Regions from separate parts of the Bombyx mori genome. Here region 2 is linked to region 1. A link is a contact called in public Hi-C data. All regions are on one chromosome and are shown on one strand. The core of a region is the stretch at or near the end of the contact, and the rest is flanking DNA. Distances in the headings are between cores, read along the strand shown.

The links. A called contact is a pair of places that touch in the nucleus more often than the background predicts.
Region 2: a contact with region 1 is called in a Hi-C map of whole pupa, with 1.7 times the contacts expected there. The contact joins the promoter of LOC101742048 here to the enhancer-like site in region 1. A contact is called at or near these places in 2 of 7 Hi-C or Micro-C datasets (both in whole pupa).

The regions. Positions count from the first base shown.
Region 1 is chr7:1,265,770-1,271,578 of ASM3026992v2, reverse strand. All of the region lies in intron 2 of LOC101742048 (LIM domain only protein 7), which reads left to right. Among protein-coding and RNA genes, the nearest start is that of LOC134199127, 25 kb to the right of the region's middle. Within about 2 kb of position 3,623, at least 5 of the 8 cell types and tissues checked have open chromatin away from gene starts, as enhancers often do.
Region 2 is chr7:1,346,144-1,352,210 of ASM3026992v2, reverse strand. It overlaps LOC101742048 (LIM domain only protein 7), which reads left to right and starts at 1,298. Exons shown (of 17, transcript XM_004923229.5): 1 at 1,298-1,554.

The sequences.
Region 1 (5,809 bases), core at 2,374-4,873:
CATTACACAGCAATAAAACGTTTTTATAAAACGCTATTTACACAAATACAACAGAATAAATAAATGATTAAAGTAATAAATAAATATAAAACGTCTCTAACGTCGACTTCCTTGGCACAGTTAGTAGTGGTTCTGACCTATGGTTCAGAGGTCGTGGGGTCGCCTCCGGGGACACATAGATTACAACGTATGTGGTTTTTTTTAAATAGTTTTTATCGATAAATGAAAGACCTAAACTTTTCTATAAAATAAACATAAAACAAAAAAAAGGAAAAACAAAATTGTTATTTTTATTTAATTCCGAGCAATTTCATATTTATCTTACCTTTTAAACCTTCACTGGACTTCCACAAATAATTCAAGACCAAAATTAGCCAAATCGGTCCAGTCGTTCTCGAGTTTTAGCGAGACTAACGAATAGAAATTCATTTTTATATATATAGATAGATTTATTTTGCTTACCTATTGCTAGTCACCTCGAGGGGTTATGTTAGCTTCAACAAATGTCTAGGCGAGCTCACGGAGCTTAATCTGGAGACTTTGCTAACTACACTAACACTAGCCCTAGCAAGAGCAGTGCGTCACTGAATCTACCATCGGATCGGAAACACGACCCACTGAGAAGGTCCGGCGAGAAACTCAGTGGGCTGTGTCTGTGGGTTAATTTTCACGACCAACCCTTCGTCGCATTCGTCGGGTTCGACAAGAACGGAGACCAGTGGCATATTTAGCAGCGTTTCTTTTCTCTAAAATTGCAATATCGATTGATAGTGGTTTAACGGTTAGAAATAAACTAGAACATCTAATCAATTGTTGGTATACTGTAAATCTTGAGAAGCTAATCTTAAACGAACGGTCCGCCAGCGGAACGAAAACAAAGTCGTAATAAGAAACAAGACAGTCATAGTTTACACAGTTATCTCAATACTACTAACGTTCTCTTTGCGGGAAAGGGATGACACATGTTCTTTTTTTTCTTTTTCTTACCTATGCTGATACCCTTGAGAGGCTATTTCAGCTAACGCCCTAACGTGTGTAGGTGAGCTCACGGGGTGAGCAAGAGTAGTGCTTCGCAGAATCTACCATCGGATCGGAAACGCGACCTACTGAGAAGATCCGGCGAGAAACTCAGTGGGCTATATCTATGGGTTAATTCGCTCGTCGAGCCCTTCGTCGCCAGCGACGGGTTCGACGAGGACGGTGACCGGTGCTTGTAGTGCCTAAAAGCACCGTTAATAGATCAGGAGGATCCGTAATGACGTGCTTGCATGCTCTTCCAATTCACCCTAAAAATCTATATATATAAAAATGAATTGCTGCTCGTTAGTCTCGCTAAAACTCGAGAACGGCTGGACCGATTTGGCTAATTTTGGTCTTGAATTATTTGTGGAAGGTCCAGAGAAGGTTTAAAAGGTAGATAAATGAATGAAAATGTTCGGAATTAAATAAAAATAACAATTTTGTTTTCCCTTTGATGTGTCCCCTTCCTTTTGTTTGTTTTAAGTTTATTTTACGGATGGACGGATTCCTTTTGTTTGTTTTAAGTTTATTTTACACAAAAGTTTAGGTCTTTTATTTATCGATTGAGGCACTACGAAGTCAGCCGGGTCAGCTAGTTTACAATAATTACCTATAAAGATGAATTTTTATTAAGGGCCAACGGAATACGCCTTAGTTCTTCGAAATCGTTTCACGAACCTAATAAGAGCAGCCGAACAACAAAAACACATTTATGGAATCGCTCGCAAAACTAACAGAAGCCACTTGAGAACACATGCGCTGAAGTTTCTCTCCGCCTACAGTATTAAGCTTGCCACTGACACTGCACTTGTTGATAGGTCTACGCCATAACAGGAATGCGACTAAAGATATCGTTCCGAACCCGACCGCAAAAGAAGCGACTTGCAGCATTGCCGAACCGCAATTAGCAAGCGATGTTACTGGCTTAATATGTTTTTTTATTGCTTAGATGGGTGGACGAGCTCACAGCCCACCTGGTGTTAAGTGGTTACTGGAGCCCATAGACATCTACAACGTAAATGCCGCCACCCACCTTGAGATATAACTTCTAAGGTCTCAGTATAGTTACAACGGCTGCCCCACCCTTCAAACCGAAACGCATTACTGCTTCACGGCAGAAATAGGCAGAGCGGTGGTATCTACCCGTGCAGACTCACAAGATGTCCTACCACCAGTAATATCTGTGTGCATTAGAAATGTTTTATATGAGCTCGTCCACCCATCTAAGCAATAAAAAAAAAAGATTTGGAAGATCAAACTCAGAAATGACCTTCATTAAATCCAACTAACTCTTGTTTAGTTAAAAATAAATATTCGTAATCGTAATCTATCTATCTCTATATATAAAAATGAATTGCTGTTCGTTTGTCTCGCTAAAACTCGAGAACGGCTGGACCGATTCGGCTAATTTTGGTCTTGAATTATTTGCGGAAGTCCAGAGAAGGTTTCAAAGGTAGATAAATATGAAAATTCTCGGAATTAAATAAAGTTTAGGTATTTAACTTATCGATTAAGGCACTACGAAGTCTGCCGGGTCAGCTAGTAATTATATACAAATATAAACAATTCCCTGATTTGCAAAAATACTACTAAACCAAAAATTAACTTTTTCCCTATTCATTTAAGGAATGTTTTTGCACAAGTCGCGTGACGTATGGCTCGCATGAGTCACTCGAATGTACAGTACAACGATGTGTTTCTCCCACATGGTATTCTCATTATAAAAGCAATATGTGGTCATCGTGTGGGAGACTATTCTCATTTTATTTAAAATATTTCGTGATTCAACGATGAAAACAATCGAATCCGGGATCGCGCGGATTCCTGACAGACTTATCGCTATTTTATTCAACAAAAGCTTTCCGTTTTTCTGAACACACCTCGCTATTATCTCTATATCTTTTTCAATTTACCTTTTAAACTCCGGTATCCGGATCGGATTCCAAAATCAAACTTTGCTTAAGATAAACTTTTGGTTTTCCGAGATCTGTATGGACTACTGCTGTCTCGTGTGAGCATATCATTTCCGGCACCTATTACTCAAGAAAAGTCCAAATAAAGATTCTGGTCATTAATTATAATCAATAATGTATTATTGTTACACTAGGAAAATTGATGTTTCGTTAAAATAATTCAAAATGTCTGTCGTATGATTGTGTGGGTAGTTTGATATTAGCGCTTTTCTTGGATTAATTTTTAATACTGTTAACAGTAACGGCAGTGCTTTTGGTTGTCGTCAGGTTTGTTAGGTTACGTTGACATAGCCTCTCAAGGCTATCAGCTTAGGTAGGAATTTAAAAAAAGTACTTTTGTCTATCATCCAGAAAGGTATCTTTGAATAAGGTTTGACGGGAGTCTTCGGCAGGAAGCCGCGGCTTAGCTGTGTCTCTGGTATTTATAACGTCCATGAGCAATGGTAACACGCCACCAGATAGACCATACGCACAGCTGTCTACAATGGCTATAAGAACAAAAAAAAAACAAAAAAATAAAAAAACAAATAAAATTGAAATATTGTAAAATGCCGTCAACTGCCGGATACTGTGAAACACAACCTTGTTACGCGATGTGAACGAAGGTGTCTCCCGTCTCATTGTTTCGATTGTCATGAAATACTCGACACTATCTTTTGAGGTTATCTTCAGGTCGAATTGTTGAATTATATTCAATATTATTTATTATAATCATCTAGTTATATTTATTTAGTAACATAACAGGCTGTCTGTTGTTTTATAGCGGTGGCTGAGCTGAAGCCACTATGTCTGTATAGATATCATGTGGTTTGTGAACTGTTACCGGTTTTGGTATTTTGAAAAGTCGAACACAATGTTCTCATAAACAATTTGGTCACGTATGTCAAAACGTAGCCACGGCCCATCGAATACTGAGCGATTATCAGAATCCACCGACAACGTGACCCAAAAGTTGCCACTCTTCTTGAGGCAATAGTTGTAAACCCCTATTTTATTAGAACAAACAAACTTTACTCTACAGACAGAAAGATGGGTGGTAAAACGTCAATACGAAATACTCGTGATGAGAATTCGGAGGAGGAGTAGAGGACTTTTACTGGTGGTAGGACCTCTTGTCCGCACGGGTAGGTACCACCACCTCGTCTATTTCTGCCGTGAAGCAGTAATGCGTTTCGGTTTGAAGGTTGGAGCAGCCGTTGTAACTATACTTGAGACCTTAGATCTTATATCTCAAGGTGGGTGGCGCATTTACGATGTAGATGTCTATGGGTTCCAGTAACCACTTATACAAAATGTTTGATCGTCGTTAGTCATACAGCTTAGGATAATATCTTTCATAATTTCGTTATTTTGTTATGTTGGAAAAGAACAGAACTGCAGAGTAATTTCGGTTTAGTTTACTTGAAACCTGGTACACGACCATGCGATGTCTTGGTGTGAATCAATTTCCCATTAATCTTCTATTTATTAGTGTAGACAGGAAAACGACCTCGAAATATCTTGTTCTTCTGTCTACCATCAGAACGCGTGATTGCTTCGAGACTGAATGGACAGTGGTACCAGTTCATCCGTGCATATACCACACTCTACCACCTACACAGCAAAGAAACGCTTGGGCTCCAGTAAACACTTAACACCAGGTGGGCTGTGCACTCGTCCACACATCTAAGCAATAAAAAAATAAAAAAGGAAATAAGGTAACCATACTATAACTACGCACAGGTGATCGGGAAGTAGGAAGTAGTAGTAGGAGAAAAATATCGAATACCCGTATCTTATGATTAATTGACTGATGTGCTATCATCAAATGAGATGACCAGTCCTCAAATTTCGATGTACTTAAAATCAATTTAATTAAAATTACGTGTTCGCCACATTCATCAATTACTCATCGTGCAGACGTTTACAAAAATATTGCGATTGATCACGGAACGACAGACTCGAACAGAATTGACGACGTAGATATTAAACTTATGATTTTTTATTATAAAAAAGTAACAAATTACAAGCTGAAAAATTATGACACCCTGCCTATTTCTGCCGTGAAGCAGTAATGCGTTTCGGTTTAAAGGGTTGAGTAGCCGTTGTAACTATACTTGAAAACTTAGAACTTATATCTCAAGGTCGGTGACGCATTTACGATGTAGATATCTATGGGCTCCAGTAACCATTTAACACCAGATGGGCTGTGAGCTCGTCCACTCATCTAAAGAATAAAAAAAGGTAACAAGTGCTACACGCATTTGGAACAGAGTCCCTCTGCGTCTACAGTGGGACTTCGGTGTTTTGTGCCGTAAGCTCCACAGGGACTGCTCTGAGAAATGATTCCTGACTTCCATAAGTATCATAGACCACTGGGGTACGCCGAGTGCTCCTCTGCATATTACGTTGGCCGAAAAACATGATCGTTGTCGAGGACGCAAAGACGACAGCTCTAACAATTACACTCTAAAATCTAGATTTTGCTATTATTATTTTTATGCAAAGTCCTCAATGTATTAATAGTATTAAAGCAACTAGTAATCAACTGACCGGTGAGGTCAACGGCCTTGAGGGAGCCTAGGGGTGCGCTTTTTAATTGCATTTTCATTATAATAATATGTGAGTTAAGGATCTATAAACTTATCTAATTTAGTAGTCTGATTTATTATAAGGCTAGAACATGATACTCGTTTCGTCACAGCGAATGTAATGTTTACAACTTGTATACAATCGGACATAAGCAAATTTAATTTCCCAAATTCACATTTTATGAACGCAAATAAAAATCAGTGATGCGTACCAAAACTAACAACCGAATGGGAGGCTTTTGTAAT
Region 2 (6,067 bases), core at 49-2,548, 83 kb before region 1:
ACACAGTCTATTCGCGAAAATCCGACACAGTCAACTCGTAAGCGCGCCAGAGCATTAAACGTATCCAGGACATCGTTACAACGGATTTTGAAGAAAGATTTACATATGCACCCTTACAAAATTCAGTTGGTTCAAGAATTAAAGGAAACTGACGGTATTCAAAGACAAAATTATGCGAATGAAATGTTGAATCGGTTTACTTCCTTCAATAACATAATGTTCTCTGACGAGGCTCATTTCCATCTTAACGGGCATGTTAGTAAACAAAATTGCCGCTATTGGAGCCCCATCAATCCAAAACTTAAGCATCAGAAGCCCTTACATAGTCCGAAAGTGACTGTTTGGGCCGCTATGTCAGCCCATGGTATCCTAGGGCCTTACTTCTTTGAGGATGGCAGAGGGCGCGCAGTTACTGTTACGTCGGAGCGATATGTGGCTATGATCGAAGAGTTTTTCATACCAGAATTGCAAAACTTTTCAGGCTTTAATGCCAGGACGTGGTTTCAACAGGATGGGGCCACTTCTCACACCTCTAACACTGCTATGCCCGTTATCCGTCAACTTTTTCCTGGCAAAGTTATCTCTAAGAGAGGAGACATTTCCTGGCCTCCACGTAGTCCAGATCTGACCCCGATGGATTTTTTTTTGTGGGGCTACCTTAAGGCTAAAGTATACGACACAAACCCGCGGTCAATTGAGGCCCTAAAAGAAAACATCCGCAGAGAAATGACAAGCATTTCAGCAGTGACGTGCCGCGCAGTCATCGACAATTTTAGACGTCGTTTGCAAGAGTGCCGTGATCGCAACGGATTACATTTAGGAGATGTTATTTTCAAAAAATAATTCCCGTTTTTTAAGCTTTTTATGTAAATAAAAATTTAATTCATAATGTAATTAGTTTTATTTTAATAAAAATTTTTTCATATCAAAGGACTTATGGGCCACCCTGTATAAAGCGTGTAAAAAGCACTAAAATCCCTCACGGCCTGATATGACAGTGTTTGACGTTAAACAAAATTAAATACATTTAAAATTGATTCAAGTACGAGTAACAGTTTCTGTTAAATAATAATTAAATCTAGTTACATTTCTACATTTTATTTTAAAATTATTTATGAGTAAAGAACGAAAACAAATCCTAACCAATCTGTTCGGAAATCAAAATGAAACAATAATGAACTGTCGGAATAAATATAACAAAGCTGTATTTCGGATGAACTTTATTCACTATTTACGCCATTATTGAATACGCCATGTCAAATTTTACGTTACGTTTCGTTGCGCTTCGCTAGAGGCGCTCAGATCGGCAGTCAGTCGCGCTGCGTCGCGCCAGTTGGATGTGTGTCTAAGGTTCTTTTGCCACTCCTCGTGACAAACCGTGAACCGTATTTAGAACTGACCCGTGAAATAATACAATTACACGCAAAACATTTGTGAATAAAAACGTTTATATGTGCTCTAGAAGTGTACAGGACCGACCGAGACTTAACTAAATTGTCTACACAGCAGAAAAAACGTAATCTTCTAAGCATCTCCGGCGTTGTCTCTCGTTGCGTGAGTGTTTTAAAGTTATTTTAACTGTACTTTCCATGGTTTGCCATGCCACGCCGCCTCGTAGACGCCTAGGAATATTACTATAAAACATATTACTATGACATACGTTACAGATTGTAAAATAACACATTATATTGCATAGGAGACGAAGTAGGTCGCGTTTCGAAATTAAGGAACAAGCCAATCTCGTCGATTTTAGACGTAAACGGCAACAGTGAAATAGTTGCTAGAGATTAAATCTTCCAAGAACGTTCAGATCGGGTTTCTGGCCAATACATTTACCGGATTTTCGTGTACAAGGAAATAATTACTGTGGCAAAACAATGTACGTAGTTCAAGACAAAGATTGACTCCATATGTGGAGATATTGAAACTATTTTGTGCTCACATACCTAGGTCCTCCAATAGACTCAAGTACGTAATTAAATGGTAAGGTGAATAAACGAGTAATGGATAACAAAGTAATTTTTCGCGCAAAATTTTCTGTATATCTTATTATTCATTGTTATAATCGGCATTCGTCTAAGACACGGGAGGAAATCTCTCTCAATGAAGCGTACAGTAATCCAAGTTTTACCTAATACCTACCGTCAAATTCCATTTGTTGCATTGAAAAAAGCATAGATTTCATATAATGAATTCAATTAAATTGCAAATGGAATGAATACTAGAAACGGAAAGTTAATGTCTGTATGAAATAATAATATTTTAATGTAAATAATAATTCATCCATCATTTTTGTTCAAGTAGGTAGTAACATATTTTCAAAATTTTAAGTCAAATATACAAAGGGTAAGTATTCAAATTAATATGGGTGAATGTGAATTCGGTTATGAATAAAAATATGAAGGCTGGTCATTCGAGTTTTGTCGTTGTAATAATTGAAAATACTTTTTCAATTTTTAATTTCGTTTTCGATCATTACCGAGGTTTCGTATACTTTATATTATTTGTGGATACGTGGCAATGAAGGTACTCGTATCGTGAACACATTTGGCCAAGTACGTATTTCATTAAAAAAATTGGTACCCGCCTGCGGAATTCGAATACCTTTTTTTTTTTTCTACCTAAGCTGGTAGCCTGGAGCGGCTATTCCAGCGTAACCGTGGCTAGTAGGTGAGCTCACGGGGCTCAAACCTGACAACGATGCTAACACGAACCCTAGCAAGATCCGTGCTTCGCAGAATCTACTACCGGATCGGAAACGCGACCCACTGAGAAGATCCGGCGAGAAACTCAGTGGGCTGTGTCTGAGAGTTAATTTACTCGTCGAGCCCTTCGTCGCAAGCGACGGGTTCGACGAGAACGGTGACCGGTGCTTGAAGTACCTAAAAGCACCGTTAGTAGATCGGGAGGATCCGAGATGACGTGTAAGGTGCATCGCTAGAGATACGAACGCACCGGACGTCTTATCCTTTAGGCCACGACGACTTCAAACAAGACGTATGTTATGGTTATTCTTGCAAAATATTCATTCACTAAATTTAGTAAAGTTTTTTTGCTGAATATTTGATAAGTATTTCAAAATTATTTTCGTATAAAAACATTGCGATTCGATACAAATATTTTCATAGTCACGAAACATGATTTTGCGCAAGTCTTTCTAATGAATATGTAAATTTTTTCACATTCTTCCACACGTTTGCATCGATCTGTTGTCCGAATTTAGATTTGCACGTATTTATTATATTACACAAGGCTTTGAAATACATAGACGTGTGAACGTGATCACGATCGAACCGGTGTTATGGGGTTACCTAAGCAACGTAAATGCCTCCACCCAACTTGAAACATGAGGCAGATGTCTCAATTATATCGTATAACGGTTGTCTCACGTCCCGCATGACTAGTTCGCACCCGAATTTTTTTTATTGCTTAGATGGCTGAACGAGCTCCCAACCCACCTGGTGTTAAGTGGTTACTGGAGCCCATAGACATCTACAACGTCAACGCGCCACCCACCTTGAGATATAGGTTCTAAGGACTTAAATATAGTTACAATGGTTGCGCCACCCTTCAAACCGAAACGCATTACTGCTTCACGGCAGCAATAGGCAGGGCGGTGGTACTTACCCACGTGGACTCACTAGTAAGACGGCAGTACCTATTGGTGCACCTTAAAATATAAAAACATTACTCATAGAACCTTCGGAACCAAACAAATGTTCTTTTGAACTGTTAAAACAAATATTTGGTTAACGAAAATAGAAATGTAATGCATTACCGGGAGACGTGAAGAACAATAAATAATTTGAATCGCCCGTCTCTGTAACAACGCCTTTGACAAGACCACGAACGTTTAGTTTATTTTTAACGTACCTACACACTTTTAATGCTTACGCTCACAGAACGAACACGTATGGAGTTCTCCTTGACGCTGCCTTTAGTTTCCTTTAAATTCAACTCTTAACCTCTTGTTTATCGGTGATGGGAGCTCTTGTGAGTCCGCACGGGAAGGTACCACCACCCTGCCTATTTCTGCCGTGAAGCAGTAATGCGTTTCGGTTTGAAGGGTGCGGCAGCCGCTGTAACTATACTGAGAACTTAGAACTTATGTCGCAAGGTGGGTGGCGCATTTACGTTGTAGATGTCCATGAGCTCCAATAACCACTTAATACCAGGTGGGCTGTGAGCTCCTCCACCCATCTAAGCAATAAAAAAAAGCTCGATGCTCCTGATATGATGTCGGGAGTAAGCACCCTATCAAACGATATGACCGTGTCGCGATGAAATGCAGCTAGCTCATTCCCAAATCTATACTAATATTATAAAGCTGAAGAGTTTGTTTTTTTGAAAGCGCTAATCTCAGGAACTACTGGTCCGATTTGAAAAATTCTGTGTCTTAGATAACCCATTTATTGAAGAAGGCTATAGACTATATAACGTCACGGTAAGGCCAATACAAGTGGAGCACCAATAAATAATGTTTCAAAATAGGGGTTTAAATAGCTCCTTAACATTCTATAATTCTAAATATTTTCACTTTCTATGTAAATAATAATAATAATAATAATAATAATATTTATTCATTCAAGCCTCTTAAAATACAAACACGTACAAAAATACTTAACACTAGTATAATAATATACATACATAATACATACATACATAAATGAAGGGGGGGTAAAATTTAGCGTTATGCCAAAGTAACTATTCCACGTGGACGGAGTCGCGGGCAAAAGCTAATATCATTATAAACTACAATTGTTCACTATCGACATTGAAGTAGCATTGTATAATTAAAAAATCATACATGCTTATCCACAAACAAACAAACCACGGACTAGCGCGGTTTGTCCTGCGCAACATCTTTCGGCAGTTAAATCACTGGCGGAATTACACCTATGAAGACGTTGTGGAGAGTTGTCCATTGACACATCGATCACACAACCCCAATTTAAAGTTGAATCATTTTTTTGTTTTAATTAAGAAATTCAAATTTATAGGTAATAAATAGTTTTTTACGTTCTATCATCATCAGCCTTTATCTGCCCACTGTTGGACATAGGCCTTCCCCAATGTCTTCCACATAATGCGGAAGGCATTGGGAATTACGTTCTATGATCAAACAAAAACCTTTTCAAGAATATGTACTTATTACCCACTGCTAACTAAAATGCCAATCGCACTGTGTAGATCCCTAAACAAATCACAAGAACTGGTTCCATAATTGAATTCTGACAAACAAAAAGTTGTCATGTGAAGAAAAAAATAAATATGTTACGCGATCTCCGTGACTTGATTCGGAAAGTGTCTGAAGGTCGTGAGATTATATCGGTAATGTAGGTAGGTATATATTCTTTTATTACTTTATACTAGTTCTAAGACTGCGACTTCCTACGGTCGATCAATTATTCGTGCTTGTTTAAAGAGTATGATCTTGTTCGCGTTGAACCCGCTTGCGACGAAGGGCTCGGCGAGTAAATCAACCCACAGACACAGCCCACTGAGTTTCTCGCCGGATCTTCTCAGTGGGTCGCGTTTCCGATCCGATGGTAGATTCTGCGAAGCACTGCTCTTGCTAGGGTTAGTGTTAGCAACGTCGTCAGGTTTGAGTTTCGTAAGCTTACCTACTTGTTAGGGTTACGCAGAAATGGCCTCTCAAGGTCATCAGCTAAGGTAAGTAAAAAAAACGTACGATCTTTTAATTTTTTTTTGCACTAGTATCGATTCGGTCAACGGAGCACATTGATAATAGGTACAACGCGACCATTTTAAGACATGAATCCTAATTCCCAGTTTTATAGTACAACAGCTGTCTCGCCTTTGATTGGAACCAAAGACTTCGCGGCAGAAATAGGCAAGATGGCGGTACCTAATGCGCATTCCTAATACGCCATACCAATAATGACGCAAATAAAAAATGCGGCTTTGACTTTTATAACACGATTTTGTTTGTTTGTTGTGATAATCAATAGCTACGCATCATGCTTATGTAAATAGGTTAGCTTGAAAGTAACAACTGCAAGAATTATTACTAAAGCCATAGACAATAGCCAGGTAAATAGTTTTA